2 separate regions of the Ovis aries genome follow, and region 1 is linked to region 2. Evidence: chromatin contacts called from public Hi-C data. All regions are on one chromosome and are shown on one strand. Each heading gives the region's core, a stretch centred on a gene start, on an enhancer-like site or on the middle of the called end of the contact. The rest is flanking DNA. Distances are from core to core; before and after follow the strand shown. Region 1 holds the start of GYS2 (glycogen synthase 2). Region 2 has its middle 15 kb from the start of LDHB.

What was found. A called contact is a pair of places that touch in the nucleus more often than the background predicts.
Region 1: a contact with region 2 is called in a Hi-C map of liver, with 5 times the contacts expected there. The contact joins the promoter of GYS2 here to the enhancer-like site in region 2. A contact is called at or near these places in 7 of 16 Hi-C or Micro-C datasets (hypothalamus, liver, mixed tissues and 3 more).

The regions. Positions count from the first base shown.
Region 1 is chr3:194,177,662-194,180,696 of ARS-UI_Ramb_v3.0, reverse strand. GYS2 (glycogen synthase 2) reads right to left here and starts at 1,520. Exons shown (of 16, transcript XM_004006794.5): 1 at 1,228-1,520. The coding sequence starts at 1,345.
Region 2 is chr3:194,098,965-194,101,907 of ARS-UI_Ramb_v3.0, reverse strand. No RefSeq gene overlaps it. Among named protein-coding and RNA genes, the nearest start is that of LDHB, 15 kb to the left of the region's middle. Within about 2 kb of position 1,442, at least 4 of the 54 cell types and tissues checked have an H3K27ac peak or open chromatin away from gene starts, as enhancers often do.

The sequences.
Region 1 (3,035 bases), core at 271-2,770, 79 kb before region 2:
TTCATTCTGTGCATTTCTACCTAGGAAGAATTTATTTTTATTTATGAGTTTATGAATTTTATGAATGTATACATGTAAGAATGAACATAGCATAAGGTAAAAATCAGAACAGATGCTAAATGTACTTTCTTTGATTTTGAGGTTTTGCTGGTTCTGATTAGCTAAAAGGAAGATGTAATTTTCACATTCGTGTATGTTTCAGATCCTTTAAATTATTGCAATAAACATGTTATAAGTAACAAAAACAAAAAATATAATTTCCCCCAAATTGAATATATAATAGATCACATCACATCTTTTCATTTCAGATCCTTTAAATTCCACACATTATCACTGCCTTCATCCAACAATCATTTGGGCTGGTTTTCCTTGATCTTGAAAAACTCAATCTGCACAACTGTTGCTTTTTCTCTACCAATATTCCCTCAATATTAGTAGTAATAGTCTTGAGACTTTTAAACTAGACATTATCAATCCACAAGGAATTGTTTTTTAAGAATTTTACAGGTACCTTTTTCATTAAAAAAGTTTAGGTCACAGTTCTCTGCCTTGCCTTCTCTAATCCAGCATAAAAGAGGTTATATTTTACTAGGAAATTGTTCCAATTTTGTTAATTTGATTTCCTTTATCTTATAATTTCTATGTTTATATAGTATTGAAGAAAAAACTACATGCATTCTTCTTAATAGGAGGTCAATATTATACCTTCAGAACTTCTTCTAAGTTAAAACTTTAATTCCAAGCTAATCTTGAATTATTAGAAATGTTATTAAATATTTCACATAGTTGGAACAGAGCACATGTGTATTTCAGATCCTTTTAACAGGGGTTGAAATTTCTAATTAGTCCAGATCAGGTGCAATTCTTCCTAAAATAAACTACAAAACTGAACTTTGTTCCTGAAAAAAATAATCATGAAACCCAAAAAGTAAATATTAATTCTATATTTCTGTTTTGTCATAACATGAATTTGTAATTTTGATTTAAATGCGCATTTCCTGACCAAGACTGATATTTTCAGTTGTCTCTCCCTTCAACACGTAGAGCAGTGTAAGTTTTCATTGCCTGTTGAAATAGACAAGGTTAAACCTCGTCTAAACCTGTATTAGGTTTGAATACTTTCCTCACTCACAAGGGCAGTTCATTCTCACTAGAGTGAGTTCTGTGAATTCCTAATCTACATTCTCCAGTGATCTGGCAAATAGATGCCTCAGGGGCAGTACAAACCTTTATTGGTCACTTCCCAAGAGACTTCAAAGAGCAGTAAATTCTCCACAGGAAGTCCGGCTTCCCACCGAGGCAGCCCACCTAGGGATGTCACAGACAGCGACCGACCTCGAAGCATTCTTCCTTCAGTTCTCCGGCACTTTTGGTCTCTCTTTCGGTGACCTGTTCTCCTAGGGGTGATGCGTGTTAGGGACACAGAGGTTCAGAGCTGGGAGATGGAAGAGTTTGGTAGCTTCTCATATGAAGTAAACCAGCAGAAATAAATCTCGTGGACTTCCCAGAGAATTCCCAATGGAAAGCAGAATTCTCAGCTCCTTTTACACTCTTTCTGGGGAGGTCCAGTGAGGACACTATCTCTGATCGATATCTACCCAAATAACCCAGAGCATCACAAGTAAAACCCACCAGTTTAGGGCTTAGGTAAACACTCTTAGGATAACAGAATCTTTACAGGCTCAACATGACGTTAGCAAGGACCTTTAACCCCTGTCCTCTAGAACAAACTCCTAGACTCACACAGTCACTGGTACTTATTTCATCACCTTCAAAGTGATCCAAGAATAGCAATTCCACTTATAAAGTATGCAGATCATTGCAGGTTACATATAAAATTCATTGGGACATGTTTCTAAGCTTCAAATCTCTTTAGATTTCCTAAATGTTTTTTTTTCTTTTGATTCCCATTTTTAGATCAATAAAAACATTATTTCTAGTTGTTTTATTCCACATTGACAAATTGAATTTTGATGATAAACACTGATCTTGGTTCCCCTTTCCTTGATTACTTTTCTTAAAAAATTCCTTATGGAAAAGTATAAATACCAGGATGTCTCTAGGTATAATATACAAAGAATGTAATTTTGATCAATGACCTTTAGATCATTTTAATGAGGTTGTAGAAATTAATTTCAGTCAATTTACCTCAAATGTTATCAAACTGATAAAGAATAATTCAATGGATGGGAAAGATTGGAATAAATATAAACAAAATTCTTACAATGGTTTTCTTTAGGTGGTAGTGATGACAATTAATATTTAGGTGATCTTTTCTGTTTACTGTTATCCTACAAATTTTCTGCAATAAACACATGTGCATATAGTCATACCATACACAGAACAAGGAAAGGATTTTTGAAAGTACAATCAGATCACCTCCTGATTATTTCACTCTCACTCTCATTACTTTGGATTTTTGAAATTCCTGGGGTTGGCTTTCACCTGGGGCTTTGCCTCAAATACCAACACTCTCAACAACCCTTCACTTCCTAACAATCCCTCAAAGTAAACTAACCCTTGTAAATACTAACCCAAAGTAATATAACCCTTGAACCTATTATTCCTGACACGAGGACACACTTTGTCAATTCTTTGCTTTTTAGCAGTGAATGTCTTTTTCAAAATTGCTCCCTGAGTCAACAGAAGTGAAATAAATGAACCATATTTTCCCACTGAGGCAGCCCACCTAGGGATGTCACAGATAGCGATTGACCTCGAAGCACTCTCCCTTCAGTTCTCTGGAACTTTCGGTCCCTGTCTCGGCGAACTGGAATCCTAGGAGTGGTGCGTGTTAGGGAAGCAGAGGTTCAGAGCTGGGAGATCACAGGCGCTGGTAGATTCTCATATGAGGTAAAAACCAGCAGAAACAAATCTCATGGACTTCCCAGAGAATTCCAAATGGAAGGCCGAATTCTCAGCTCCTTTTACACTCTTTCAGGAAAAATACATATATTTTTTTTCCATGGACATACTTCCATGGAAATATGTCCATGGAAAATGCCTTTATCAATCCACATTTATCTGGATAAATT
Region 2 (2,943 bases), core at 193-2,692:
GTATCTCCCTTACTGCTCTCTTTGTACCTTGCACATATATCCGTGTGACCACATCACTGGTGCACCTGAGCCGGTGAAAGGCTTTCTGAACAGGTGTGATGTTCTACAGTTACTCACCAACATGCAGAGTCTGTTAATTTATCCGTGAGCTCGAACTTCTAGAAGCCCATCTTCCATCTCTGTATTTTCAGTGCTAAAACAATGAAGACATATCATAAAAAACCATTTAATGATTCATTTCTTTTAAGTGCTTGGATGAATGATTATATGAATATATGGGAGCTTCAGGCCCTCTTGCTGTTGCTGCTTTCCCCCCCCCTCTTCCTCGTCCTCCTTCATTTTCATCTTTGTCTTTGATGTGTTTTAGCACACTTCTGCTTTTGTGGTCCTAACCTCTTTCTAGGCTCAGGTTTAGAGCAGGCTGGGGAAAGAATGTTTACAAAGCTTTCAAAATCCTCCTGAGCTCAGGTGGATGCTTTAAGTGTATGAGGGCAACCTGAGACTGGTGTCTCTACTTTGGATGTTCCAGTAGCGTGAGGAGGAAAGGTTACCTTAGGGCGTCCTCTTAGAGTTCTAGTTGCAAAGATATAAACCTGTAAGAGGACAGAACAAGAATCTGTACTGTGTGTCGTTTCATTCCCTCATTCCTGGTGCACAGTAAGCATTCAGTAAATATTTGATGGATATAATTTGTTTTCATCTCTCTCTATGCTATCACTATGCTATTTTTAAATTTTATTTATTCTTAATTTGAGGATAACTGCTTTACAATTTTGCTTACAATTACACTTTTTCCATTAACTGTCTGGGTGGCCTTAAAAAAATGCTGTGTTTGCTCTAATATTTAGTTTCTTTATCTGAAAATTAGGAAAATGGGAGGACATAGCTCATAGGGTTATCAAGAAGGTTGACAGAAATAAATGGAGATGAAGTACAACCACTAGTTAGATATACTTATTCTATGTATATTTATGTTTCCATCTATTACAAGCATGCTGGATTATTTATGCTTCTTAAAGTTAGATGTGAATTTATGGTGGTAGAAGTCAGGCAGGATGGTTGTTAGGAAGAGTTTTGACTGCAAGATGCTGTTCACTGAAAAAAATGTGCAACCTAAAAGTTGAGATTTATTATTGTGTGGACACACTGAAGACTTAAACCCAGGAGACAGCCTCTCAAATAGCTCAGATAGACTGTTACAAAGAGGTAAGGAGCGAGCCAGACTTTATGCCAGGTAGTCAAACTTCAAAAGATTACTGTTAATTAAGGAAAATCAGACATCTTACGTTAATGAACTTAGTGCCTTTCTGTGTGTGGAAGATGCAAGAGTCTGGGCTCATTGAAATCCTTCCTTTGAAGCAGTTGAACCGTACAGGGCCAGTGTCCTGCTGTTTTCCTTCCTGAATCCCCTCGGGGTACACAGGATGGCTGGGCTGGCTGATGACTTAAAGGCCTCGTACCACATTCTTCACTTACTGATGTGGCAGGCAACATTCCTGTCCACAAGGCCTCTATGAGACTCCTGATTCTGAGAATGCTGTCTCCAGACCTAGATTTTCCTATGCAGTATGTTTACTTTGAGAATTATCATCTCTATGTCTGTGATTTATTTATTTCTGCAGGTGTATCATACTGCAACATTAATTTGCCCACAAAATAGTAAAGAAAGAAAAAAGGAAAATGTGAATATTATGCACATTTGATTCAGAGGGCCTTGCAAACGTAAATTCCTCTCTTTGGGAGAAGGCCCAATTCTAAGAGGAATGTATATTCTAAAAATATTTAGTATGAGAAATCGAACTGGTCACAGATGACTCTTTGGAAACATAAAAATGTCAGAATGGCTTTTTGTGTGTACTAAGTAAATGCTGATTTGAAAAACTGCAGGATAAACATATATGAAATATATAAATTAATATGGGAAAATTAGTTTCATAAGTCCTGAATGGAGATGCAAAAGAGAACAGAAAATCAGTCAAGAAAATGCCCAGACTATGTTCTTTTGAAGAGAACTTTTGAAGCAAGGGAGTGTTGACTGAAGAAAAATGCATGACCTAAAAGTTGTGAGTTATGCTTTATTGGGGGGACTTCCTGAAGATTCTAACTTGGTTGACAGCCTCTCAGATAGCTCTGAGGAACTGTTCTGAAGAGGTAAGAGAAGAACCAGGAAATACAGGAGTTTTTGCTGAAAAACAAAGCAAAAACATGCAGTTGAACCGCAGAAGACTACTGCTAATTGCAAAAGCCAGAAATCCCAAATTAATGATCTTTAGTATGCTTGCTGCTGTTTAGTGGCTCAGTCGTGCAAGACTCTTTTTAACCTCATGGACTGTAGGCCACCAGGCTTCTCAGTTCAGTTCAGTTCAGTCACTCAGTCGTGTCTGACTCTTTGCGACCCCTGTTTCTCAGTCTTTGGGATTTCCCAGGCAAGAATACACCAGGCAAGAATCCTTCTCCAGCGGATCTTTCCAATGCAGGGATCAAAACCACGCCTCCTACATTGGCAGGCAGATTCTTTACCACTGAGACACCAGGGAAGCCACTTATTATGTATGGGAAGATACAAAAGTCTGCGTTCATTGAAACGATTCCTTAGATATGTATCTTAAACATTTCGGTCCAGTATCCTGCTTTTCTCCAACCCAAACTCCCCTCAGGGCGCTGCAGCAACTGGTAGCTTGATGGTGGGCAACATTCTTTCTTTACTGATCTGGCAGGTGAAAAAACAATTTCTTTGGTTCTCAGTGGGTACCTGAATTGAGAAAGAATGAAGCAAGAGGAACTGCCCTAGTGTTCCAGTGGTTAAGAATCTGTCTTGGAATGCAGGGAATGCAGGCTTGATTCCCTGGAAGGGAAACTAAGATCCCACATGCCCAGCAACTAAGCCCAAGTACCTCAACCCCTGAGCCCTCCTGCCACAACTAGAGAGTACGCATTCCCCAA